2 separate regions of the Mus musculus genome follow, and region 1 is linked to region 2. Evidence: chromatin contacts called from public Hi-C data. All regions are on one chromosome and are shown on one strand. Each heading gives the region's core, a stretch centred on a gene start, on an enhancer-like site or on the middle of the called end of the contact. The rest is flanking DNA. Distances are from core to core; before and after follow the strand shown.

What was found. Hi-C and Micro-C count contacts between places; a contact is called where the count stands out from the background.
Region 1: a Hi-C map of cortical neurons shows a contact between it and region 2, with 4 times the contacts expected there. The contact joins two enhancer-like sites. A contact is called at or near these places in 2 of 484 Hi-C or Micro-C datasets (both in cortical neurons).

The regions. Positions count from the first base shown.
Region 1 is chr4:9,559,079-9,565,226 of GRCm38.p6, forward strand. All of the region lies in intron 13 of Asph (aspartate-beta-hydroxylase), which reads right to left. Among named protein-coding and RNA genes, the nearest start is that of Asph, 110 kb to the right of the region's middle. Within about 2 kb of position 4,228, at least 15 of the 459 cell types and tissues checked have an H3K27ac peak or open chromatin away from gene starts, as enhancers often do. A contact at or near this core is called in cortical neurons, where this site is marked.
Region 2 is chr4:9,026,565-9,032,370 of GRCm38.p6, forward strand. No RefSeq gene overlaps it. Among named protein-coding and RNA genes, the nearest start is that of Gm34428, 21 kb to the left of the region's middle. Within about 2 kb of position 1,392, at least 164 of the 459 cell types and tissues checked have an H3K27ac peak or open chromatin away from gene starts, as enhancers often do. A contact at or near this core is called in cortical neurons, where this site is marked.

The DNA of each region.
Region 1 (6,148 bases), core at 2,978-5,477, 540 kb after region 2:
GATTAACTCAAAAGTAAGCAACTAAGTAAATAAATAAATCCTATATTCTCGGCTTCAATCATAGCCAAATGGACAAATGCACAAACTCATAACATAACTGAACCTGTGTACACATTTGCCTTAAATGGTCAATATACCTATTAGTGAATAGAAGAGAACCATGAAAGATACTTTAACCATCTTGGTTATTTTTATTTATTAATTTTTGTTCTTTTGATACCAACCTGTCCTGGAACTTGCTATACAAATCAGGCTGGTGTCAAACTTGCGACAATTGCCCTTGCCCTTGCCCCTGCCCCTGCCCCTGCCCTGATAGAGCTGAGATTACAGGTGTGTGCCACTGTGCCAGCTCCTTGGTTGTGTTTTCTTGCTATTTCAGTATGTTAACAAACAAACCAAAGTCTTCTCTGGAAACACAAAGCTGGTCTATCCTAGCATCCAGTTGAAGCTACTACCGTCTGAGGTTAGAGGACATGAGGACGGCAGCTGGGAATTTCTCAAACCATTCTCCCTTTCTTCTGGTACAGTTTTGAGAGGCACAGGAAAGGAAGAGAAAGGGTGAGATCTGTAGGTGAGACAGATGAAGGGCCAAAGAGGTGCGGAAAGAAGTGTTGTTCTAATAAAAGGATGTGTGCTCGACATTTCACGGTGCTACAGAAGGTGGCAGACAGATTTCTTCCCAGGAAGAATGAAATAGAATGCCCAGAGCAGAACAGCCAGCATCATGTGTGTTTTGTCAATGATTGGAGTGACTAGCATGACCTTACCAACAGGGGATACATCCCAGCAGATGCCTGAAGCTGCAGACACAGCTCACCCCATAGAGAATGTTTTGTCTGTATGTGAACTTCCATTTTTGAGTGTAACTCACAAACAGTCACACTAATGGGCTAACAAAGAGGACTAATGAAACAGAACAAGTATAGCCATGTATTATAATAGATCTTATGGCAATGGGCTTTTTCTCTTTCTCTCTTTACCAAAATATCTTAGCGTACTACACTGTTCTCGGGATGATGTGCGCTGAGCCGGTACCCAGGTGATGAGCTGAAGTGAGGTGACTCTTTTAGACCTTGGTGCACAGTGACCTTCAGACGGCAGTGATTAATGCATGTGGGCATCATTGACCGTGAGTATGCAAAACCACAGATAAAAGCAGACTGTGCACTGTCTAGTGTAAATAAAATGTTTATGTTTAAGGGAAATATAAAATTATATGGTAAGAGTTAGTTACTATAAATGCCATCAGAAGCTACCTGTAGAACCATAAAATAGAAAACACTACGGGAAAAAGCCTATGGCATGCTGAATAAAGTAATTCTCACTGTCCCTTTTGAACTAACGTTAACGCTGCTAATTCTACATCTGATTTAAATAAACTACCCATCATTCTATTTATAGCACATTTTCTTACAAGTTTAATTTTAAGTTAGTCTAGGCATCCATAACTAATATGTTAACCTTTAATTGACTAAATATACTGATAGAATGGTGATAAAGTCATGTGAGTTACTCTGGTTTAGCATGTCACAATTCTCATCGATTTAAAAAAAAAATCAAGATGCTAACAGACCATTTAAAATACCCCAACGTTTTCTTTTTCTCCCCTTGAGAAGCCTGTTTTCCTTTCCTGCCCACATTGTCACAATCATTACACAAATTAGTCTTGGCAAATGTAGAGAGCTCACTGGGAAACACTGGAATGGGATTTTAATGATAAGGAGGAAGTTGCTATTACGGTCCTGCAGAGTGCTTGACAGAGGCAGCACTCTGGTGGAAACAGGTGTCCTGGTTTGTCACGTGACCTACAGTAGTGCTAAAATCCTGCGATGAAAACTAAAAACAAAGCAAATGCGTATTTCAACACAGCTGAAGAACCTCTACTATGCTCGCTGAGACTGGTAATATATGCTGAGCTTATTTAAATCACAGAAATTGCTGTAATTAAACTTCTCTCTAAATCAGTTATGTAAGAGTCAGAAATCTCCTATAATTAACTTATCGGTAGAAGTAATCAGACAATAACCGCCGATGTATTTTAGGAGGCACTGACACTACCGTGGCTGTTGAGTGTAATGACGATAATAAATCTTGCACGGCAGTCATCTCAGACCCTCTTGTCGCAGCTGCAGGCTAGTATTGAGATTACTTTTCAAAGCTTTCAGACTGAGTTGCTTTAAACGCGCTACTTCTACCTCACTCTTCTGTAATATGGGCAGATCACTCAGACCAAGGGATGTGGTCTGAACTGAAGCACCAGGCAGCACAAGGAATCCCAGATCGGATGCAGGCACTAATAACGAAGAGTACCTTGTAGTTTTGGACTGCTAGAGACAGTGAGCGAAAGCATGTCGTGAGCAGCTAAACCACATAGAGTGACAGTGTGTCCCTTCAGGGCAGAGAAGCCTTGACTGAGCTCATGCATACGAGGTGAAGGATCCACATAGGTGGGCTGATCGCCCCTTCGTGACTGGTATCTTCATAGCCAAGTGTGCGTTCTTGTCTCCATAGGTGATTATAAAGGGAAGTACCACACTTCTCACTCCCATGCTTCCTAGTTCATCAAGCCTGTTAGTGTCTTTGTGTATACTCTGTTGCTATGGAATAGAGACGTATGCGATAGCATCACACCCAGTCTAAATTCTCTAGTGCAGTAGAGAATGCAATTGCTTCTTGTACACATGCATCTGTGTGCCGACCTTATACAAACACTTCATCTTTGCGGCATCATACATGAAGGTGATATGTAAAGAAAAAAATCAGGGAAAGACACTGTCAAAACGCAGTGAGGAGCTATTATCAACATCACTAAAATCAACAAGAAAAGGTAGTCCAGTGGTTCAAGGAAAAGTGAGTAAAAACACACGGGTGAGGGGCTCAGCCAGGGAAGCTCACATTGAGATGCTCAGCCGGCCAAATACTAAACGTATTGGGATAAGCACTTCATTAAACTGATGGAATGTCATCAAAATATTTTTAAACGGCTTTTGAAGTCAACAGGGAAGGAGCAAGGGCAGGCAGAGACTGACAGGTGCTGTTCTTAGAAGACTGTTTCTGCTCCAAGGTGGAGTGTTCCAGCCATGCATGCCGCAGTGGAAAGCCCAGTGAACTTAATTAAAGATACTGTAGAAACAGCAGGCTAAAGGGCAAAGAAAAAGGTAGCAAGAACTAAAACTCGGAGACTAGTGAGATATTAACCCAAAGTCTAGCATACATGTAACATAGTTACCCATAAAATCCCCCCGCCACACACACACACACACACATGCACTCACACACACATGCACCCCTGGCCACACACATGCACATGCGCACACACATACACACACACACACACACACACACACACACACACACACACACCACACACACACATGCACACACACACCACACACACACTCACACACACAAACACAAACACATGCACCCTTAACCACACACACGCACATGCGCACACACATACACACACACACACACACACACACACACACACACACACATACACACACACATACACACACACACACACACACACACACACACACACACAATCTCAGAAGCATAAGCCAGCAGCGCGAGGCTTGGTTCTTCTTCCTGTCAGTTTTATTTTTCCTTCCCTTTATCCAAAAGAGCAGAAACTCTCCACAAAAGGCTCCGGTTGTGCCAAACTGCCACAACTTAGCTGCCTGCCTCGGCCTTTTCGTTAAGCTGCACTACAAATGTGATTTTTTTATTTTGGTAGCAAAAATATGACTTATTTTCTACTGCCATCTGGTGTTTTGCTGGAGTGCTGTTTATTCTTAAAATACTATAAAGAGAAAACTTCTAAATGCCTTTTTAGAAGCCTTCACAATATATATTGTTAAAACACATCACTAATTGTGCATACTATATAATGAGTATGGTTATATATACATATATATATTATATATATACATATATATATATATATACATATACATATACATATACATAATTGAGTATTGGTTTAAATCAAAGGAAATTACAGAAATGCCCACGATGAAAACACCATTTTATTTAACAACACACACTCTCACTCCCTCCCTGGCCCTTTAACTTCCTTGCTAATCCTGGTCGTTGTTGGTCACTTGGATGTCTGCAGTAGTCTCCTAATTGCTTTCCCAGCTTCTGTCTTCACTCCCTTGGCCAGAACGAGGCTCTGAAAACACAGCAAATCCCTTGGGTTCCCTTCTTACTGGAGACCAGACAGAAGTCCTAGCTGTGACCTTCAAAGCTCTCTGTGGACTCTCAACCGCTCTGATCTACCCACTCCAACACTGCCCCCCTCCTCACATTCTTCAGCCGTAAATATCAATAACCAATACTCAAGGGCATTGAGCACCTATGCCTTTCGGCCTCAGAGTATTCTCTGTGAGCCTCAGACTTTCCTCCAACATGAAGGAACAAAACTCCCTCTCTGAAGTCTTCTAATCTCTACTGACTGGTCAGTAAGGAGCAAGAAAAAACAATGTTTTTTTTCCTGTTATATACCTTCCCCTCGTGTTTGTGTGTGAATGCATATATCTGCTGTTTTGCACAGAGGAGAGCTTGGCAGCAGATTCTGAATAAGTGTTGAACGAATGGAGGAATAAAAAGTCATTTGAGTGATATCCAGTCAACTGTCTGCACTGCTTTGGTTTGTAGCTCTCACTTGATTTAGGCTCTGGAATATGAATATGTGGAGAAAGATGACATCCAGTGGAGAGAGACTGATATAGCAATTCTATCTAAAGCAGACACATAATTTGATTCCATTTTAAATTTGGGCATCTCAGGGTTGGGAAGACAGCCTGAGGGTAAAGTGCTTGGTTGGCAGACTACAGACATGGGGTTAGATACCTAGCAGTCATACAAAAGCAGCCCATGCCTGCAACCCCAGTGCTGTGGACAGACAGGCAGATTCCAGGGACTTGCTGGTCAGCCAGACTAACCATTTTGTGACCCCCAGATTTCAGAGGAGACCAAAGTGTGGATACTTCGATCCTTCTTAGAAGGGGGAACAAAATACCCATAGAAGGAATTAACAGAGACAAAATTCAGAGCAGAGACTGAAGGAACGACCATCCAGACACTGCCCCACCTAGGGATCCATCCCATATACAATCACCAAACCCAGACACTATTGTGGATGCTAACAAGTGCTTGCTGACAGGAGCCTGATATAGCTGTCTCCTGAGAGGCTCTGCCAGTGCCTGACAAATACAAAAGTGGATGCTTACAGCCATCCATTGGACTGAGCACAGGGTCCCCAATGGAGGAGTTAGAGAAGGACACAAGGAGCTGAAGGAGGTTGCAGCCCCATAGGAGGAACAACAATATGAACTAATCAGCACTCCCAGAGCTCCCAAGGACTAAACCACCAACCAAAGAGTACATATGGTAGGACTCATGATTCCAGCTGCATATGTAGCAGAGGATGGCCTACTGGGTTATCAGTGGGAGGAGAGGCCCTTGGTCTTGTAAAGGCTCTTTGCCTCAGTGTAGGGGAATGTCAGGGCCAGGAAGCAGGTGTAGGTGGGTTGGTGAGAGGGGCAGTGGGGAGGGGATAGGGGATTTTCGGCGGGGAAACCAGGAAAGGGGATAACATTTGAAATGTAAATAAAGAAAATATCTAATTAAAAAAAAAAGAAAGTAATCAAAGTAGAAGTCAGTATCATCATCATCCTATAACATTTTACTTTGAAAAAAAAATAAGGTAAAAAGCGATAGAAGACATCTGACATCAACCACTGGCCTCTACACACAGAACAGGCAAGTGTGAGCACACACAAGCAAAGCATGCACTCACAACTAAAAATAAGATTTGATTTTCTAACACGGTCACAGAATTACAAGTTCCAAGTAAAACAGTCCTTTTCCTGTTCCTATTAGTACTTTTTTTGTCATTTGTCTATTTTGTTTGTTTGTTTGTTCATTTGGGAGACAAGATCTTACTATGCTACCTAGGCTGCCTCAACCTCATGATAGCTCTGCCACAGTCACCTGGGTGCTGGAATTACAGGTATGACCCACAGTTGATCGTCATTAATCTTCCAGTGTGGGATAAAGTGCACAGAAAACCAGTGAACCTGATAAATCATTCTGAGACAAAGTCATTTTAATGCTGTTGGCTTTTATTAACGGTGAA
Region 2 (5,806 bases), core at 142-2,641:
TCCAAAGAACCGTGGATTAGGCATGGAAGTTTCCGTGGACCACTTTTGGTTTGGGGGTTGGTGTGGCCGCAAATGCCAGGCTGTTTCCCAGCATCTCCCCCCACTACAAAGCCTAGTTTCTTCCCCTTGGGTTCCTAATGTACTTTTGTTATTTATATCTTTAATTGGGTGAGAGTACCCAGAATTGTAAAAAAAAAAAAAAATCTGAATAAGTAAATAAATTTAAAAATTAAAAAACTCCTAGTTGGTGATGTCTGACTTCCTGTGTTCATGTTGTTGCGCTCTTGTTGCTGTGGGTTTTTGTTTTGCTTCTCGAATGTTGTTGTTTTCCAGGAAAGCTGTCGTTTATCGTGAGAACAGGAGCAGCCATGTGTTGATTTTTCTGGATTCCTTTTGGCTACTGTCCCAGTGCTAATGAAGGCCCTTCCAAAGTGCTAACGAGCTGGTGCCAAAATCAGTTATGCCGAAAACAATGGAGAAGCGTAGTGTGCAGACAGCATGTATACCCCCATATGCACACACGTGTGCATGTGCTCGCGCGCGCACACACACAGATTTAAGATAATATATTCGTGTGCAACTTCCTGTTTGTGCAAATTAGACATAGCTGTTCGTGCAAATATGGCGTGCACGTTGGAACTTCACAAAGGAGAATGTGAGGGTTCCTTTAATGAAAAGACTTATATTTGGCTGCCGAAATCATTCCTTGCTCATAGGAGGAACAAAGTTTCTAGATTTTTCTGGGCACAAATTTTCTAGCTGGGAAGCTAGTTAAAATGTACATTCACGAACTTAAACAGTTTAAGGTGTAATATCAATGTGACTATAGATTTTATTTTCCTGAGAGGAAGATCCTGCTATAAGAACCACCAGGCACTGTTTAGTTTAGGTTTGGCCCCCCTGGATGATTTTAGTAAAGTCACCAGCATTGATCTTTGAGCCCTTTTAAGGTGTTATTTTGTCGCTGGGGCTCTCTCTGGCTTCCATGGCTTCTTCTTGCCTTCCTCTCAGTGTGTAATTACTCTCGCCTCAATTTGTTTACACAGCTTGGAGATGGGGACAGAGTTCTCTGGTGACCGTGCAACTGCAGCAATCACCGTAAAGAGAAGCATTTAGACGCTATAAAACCTAAACGCCCGGCATGCACCATTACATAGCAGTTACTGAAATTTAGCAAATTAAATTAAATAATTTAAATAACTTGATTTCAGGGATTTAAAAATTCATCTCTGTGGAATCCAGTAGTCAGTTTATTATTATTATTGTTGTTCATCAAGTACAATTTATGTTTTTTAATGAATCAAAATCCCTCTTCGGCCGCCCAGTCCACAGTAGCTCTCGGCACCCTCGATTGAGTCGGTATCTTCGTGCGCCATCTTCCGGCAGCGTCTAGTACCACGGCCGCGAGGTATCAGCCCAACCCTGGGCTGCGGAGTTGGGGGAGTCGCCGCGACTGCCAGGGTGGCCAAGTCTCAGTCTCTGCAAAGATTCACGGTTAGGACAATGCTCGAAGCTATTGAGTAAACTGCTCCCGTGGGCTTTGTTATTGTGGGTCACCCTGAAGCACGGGGACAGCCCGGAGAGACTCTGACTGTGGAGGCTGGAGGCTTGTTTTCTGTCAGTGGACGCCTGCTCTCATTCCCCATCAACGACTAGATGTGACTGACCTGCCATTTGTCCCACATCACCGGGAAGCCAGCCGTCCCTCCACAACCCACGGCTTTTCTCTGCTCCACCAGGGCTCCGTTCCAAGGGGCCGTTGCACGTTTAGACGCACAGCCCAGATAAAAACCTGTTTTAAATATTTTATTTCCCTTTCTGAAACAGTCAAAGCCATGTGTTGTTGGGATAATGGAGAGCTGCGCCTTGTTTTTAAGACTATTTTTACACTTATGTTCAATCTAACGATAGTTTAACAAGTAAACAACCATCAGATGATACTGATCGGGGTTGAAGGAGGGAAATCCTTTCCTAAGCAGCCCTTGGCGCCTTGGTTTGACTTATCTCGTTTCGGTTAAGTGCCACCTACGTCTTTCCCCACGTACCCTGGTTTGTAATCCAGTGCACCCACCCACGTACAATGGCTAATAATCCAGGCACCCAGGAAAGGAATCCTCTACCCTCTCGTTGGACCTCTTTCCTGGCTTCTAGGCAGAAGGCAGTGTGGGGAGCTGAGCGCCTGATTGCTTTCCCATTTAACAACTGGCTTGTCCCCTCCCCCACTACAACGCTTCAGCGGAGCAACAGATGGTGTTGGGGGCTTTTTTTTTTTCCCTGAGTTTAAGATGGTTCATTTTGTGCTTTCTCGGGAGAACGATGAAGATTAACTCCACTCCATCGTGAGCTCTTGCAAAAGAGCAAAAGAGAAGATGTGATATCTTCTAAAAAACTCCCACTTCATCTTGCCCCTGTGTGGCCAGTGCGTTCTTTGTCATCTTCAAGTGGAAGTCTCTTCTCTCTTCTTAAAATTAAATCCCTTTCCTCGTCATATCCCCCTGCTTTCTTCTTTCCTAGGCACACACTTTCCATGTCTGCACAGAAAAGAAATGTCAGGAAAAGTTGTCAGACAATTTATAATTCTGTACATGTTAAGTTACGGATCTCTGGAGATTTTGAAGGCTGTTTTATTCTTTCGAGCAAAAGACAAAACTCAGTATCGGCAACAGCAACAGGGCTGGAGAGGCTGCTTAGCAGGCAAAGGCACTTATGCCCAAGCCCAAGACCCTGCGCTTGATTCCAGAGTACCACATGGTGGAAAGAAAAAACAGACTCCCCAAAGCTGTTCTCTGACCTTCCACACCTGCACGGCAATACTCAAGCACTTCCCACACCCCCACACCACACCCCCACATCACCCCTACCCCCACACCACACCACACCCCCACATCACCCCCACCCCCACACCACACCCCCACATCACCCCCACCCCCACACCACACCACACCCCCACACCACACCCCCACACAAGAGAGGGCTTGACTCAGACTTACACATTAAATAAATAACATTTAATAGAGAACAGAAATCACACAAAGGGAAATATTTAAGAAAATCAGATTAAGGCTGAGTGTGGCGGCTTATGCCTATAAACCCAGATATTGGGAAGCTGAGGCAGGAGGTTGGCTATGAGTTTAAAGTCCACCTGAGCTATGGAATGAGACCCCTTCCTCTCTCAAGAAAGAAACAAACAAATAATACAATACAAACTGGCATGATAACACATGTCTGCAAGCAATCCTAGAATGTGGGAAGTTGGTTTTATAGTGAGTTCAGTATTCACCTGACCTACACCCTTAGGAAGAAAGCAATAATCAGACCGAGGGCTGATGGCATTCCTCTGTTGTATTACATTGAAGTAGCAACCGCAGACATAAAATGAAGAGATGGTACTAGGTAGTCTTGTTCCCAATAATACAATTATTTACTTACTTAAGAATTTTTGAGAGAGGCTCATAATATAGCCCCAAGCTGGTCTTTAACTCACCACCCTTTGGCCTTAGTCCTCAGTGCTAGTGTTAAAGGAATGTGTCATCGAGATCAGCCTCCATCCTTAAAGGTCTGAGCACCTTCCTCTAGCTGCACAATGATGTAAAAAGGCAAAACGAAACAAAAGGAAACAACACAAGAATCTGTTAGACATCAAGGCTGAACTGCTTTTCCTCCATCTGCTAACTGAAGGCCAGTCCTTCTCAGCTCCTGGTGTTGTATGTAGCCCATGTCATTTAGTGTCATTACAGTGTCATTAGAGTGGCCTTGGTTCCACACTTGCCTTGAGAGGCATGCTCCTGCCTCGCACTTGCTCAGCCCTTGGGCTAATCCGGAAGCCTCATCCTGACCCTGCGTTCCTCCACAGTCCCTCGGTGTCGTGAGCTGCTAGTTCTAATCTTATGCAGTCATTTATTTGAGTTCTTTTTCTCTACTTGAAAGAGGAGGCAAAGAAACCTAGGCATAAACGAGCCCTTTCAGACTCCCTGTTTGTCTGTCTCTTTATGGAGAAACTCAGGAACAAAGTGACTTTGTGCTTTCTGAAACCAGAACACCTTCAGGAACATGTTACAAGCTAAATGGGATCCCCTGCCTCAATTCCCATGCTGAATTCCTCCTTGGTAGCTTGGAAGGAGACCTTATCTGAGACAGGGTCTTTATAGAGACGGATAGGCTAAAATGAGGTCATCAGAGCGCATTCCAACCCAGTCTGAATGGTGCCCTTGTAAGAAAGGGAAGTTTAGACATGTTTAGAGAGACAACTGCGTGGAGGCAGAGGGAGAAGATGGTTACCTACAAGCTAAGGAAAGTGGCCTCAAGAAATTCTCTTAGTGTTCTTAGAAGGAGACAACCCTGCTGCGGAGTTGATTTCAGGTTTTTGGCTTTTGGAAGGTGAGGCAGCAAGTTTCCATTGTGTAAGCCAAATGTGTTTGTTGCTGAGGCCAAAGCATCTTATAGAAAGAAAGATTTGTGTTGGCTCCCTGTCTCAGAGGGTTCCAGTTCACGGTGGCGGAGTCGGGTAGGATAGAGCAGTCCGGTGTGGTAGCTGCAGCATGTGACAGATGTTCCTCATATGACAGAGGATGAGGAAGCGGAGGAGGAGGCTGAAGGAAGGGATGACTTTCAGGGTTGGTCTCCAGTAGCTACTTTGCAGCTTCCCAAGACAGTACCAGGATAGTACCAGGATAGTGGGGGACACAGTACCAGGATAGTACCAGGATAGTGGGGGACACTGCAGAGTCAAAGCCGGGCTCCAGCTCGGCAGTTCCTAATGGTAGCCTTAGCAAACTAGTGCAGAGTAGGGGACAGCTTCTTGTGTGTTTGTTTATTTCTGAATTAAAAACAAAACAAAACAACAGCAATAAAAATCAAAACCCCAAAATCAAAACCCTTCTCCAGCAGGGAATTTTTGGTATGTTTTGGGAATTCCTCAACAGTGTGTTAAAAGAGGTTTTTCAGCCTGGTCCTGCCTAACTGAGCTATACAGTGTGCTACAACCATAACCGTGAGGCACTACTGCCATGTGCAAACCATTCCTGTAAATGGAAAGAAATGTCTTTTATAAAGCTTCACAGATCTGGACCCCTAAAGCGCTTTCCTGATAATCAACTAAAAACTTCAAGACCATCACGCTTTATGGGTTTCTCTCACAAACCATTAATGCACTTTGAATAGAGACACACCCCACCCCTGGACCTGTAAACCTAACCTCTGAGGCCACCCAGATGGAAGGCTCAGGTGAGAGCTTTGTGTGTGTGCACTTGAAAGGTGAGACCCCCTCGACAGATGCTCTCCACGGGCCTGCTGGCCCTCTTTTCATCAGTGCAGCTGTGTTCCCCAGGGAGCGCTTGGTCAAATGCTAATTCTTTGCTGGATGCCATGGCATTGGGTTGACTCCATATGGTGTTTGCAGGCATCCCAGAAAAACCCACCGCACTTCCTATCTGTAGACCACACTCAGCACAGCAGCAACAAGCTGGGTTTGTAGAAAAGGAGAAGCATACCTGCAGATTTTTAGCTTAGTTTAGGTTTCTCTATTTTATTTTTGTTTTTAGGTGTGTGTGTGTGTGTGTGTGTGTGTGTGTGTGTTTATGTGCATGCACACAGGTCACGTGGATCATGGTGCACATGTGACAGTTGGAAGACACCCTTGGGTGTCAGTCCTCACTGTCTACCTTGTTTGAGAAGGGTTCCCATTCACTGCTGTCTAAGGTTGCCTGGCTGCTGTATGCAGCTTTCTCCATTTTGGGGATCTGACAGCAGGCCCTCTGGTTTGTATGGCAAATGACTAACCCACTGAGCTAGCTCCCTAGCCTCCGTA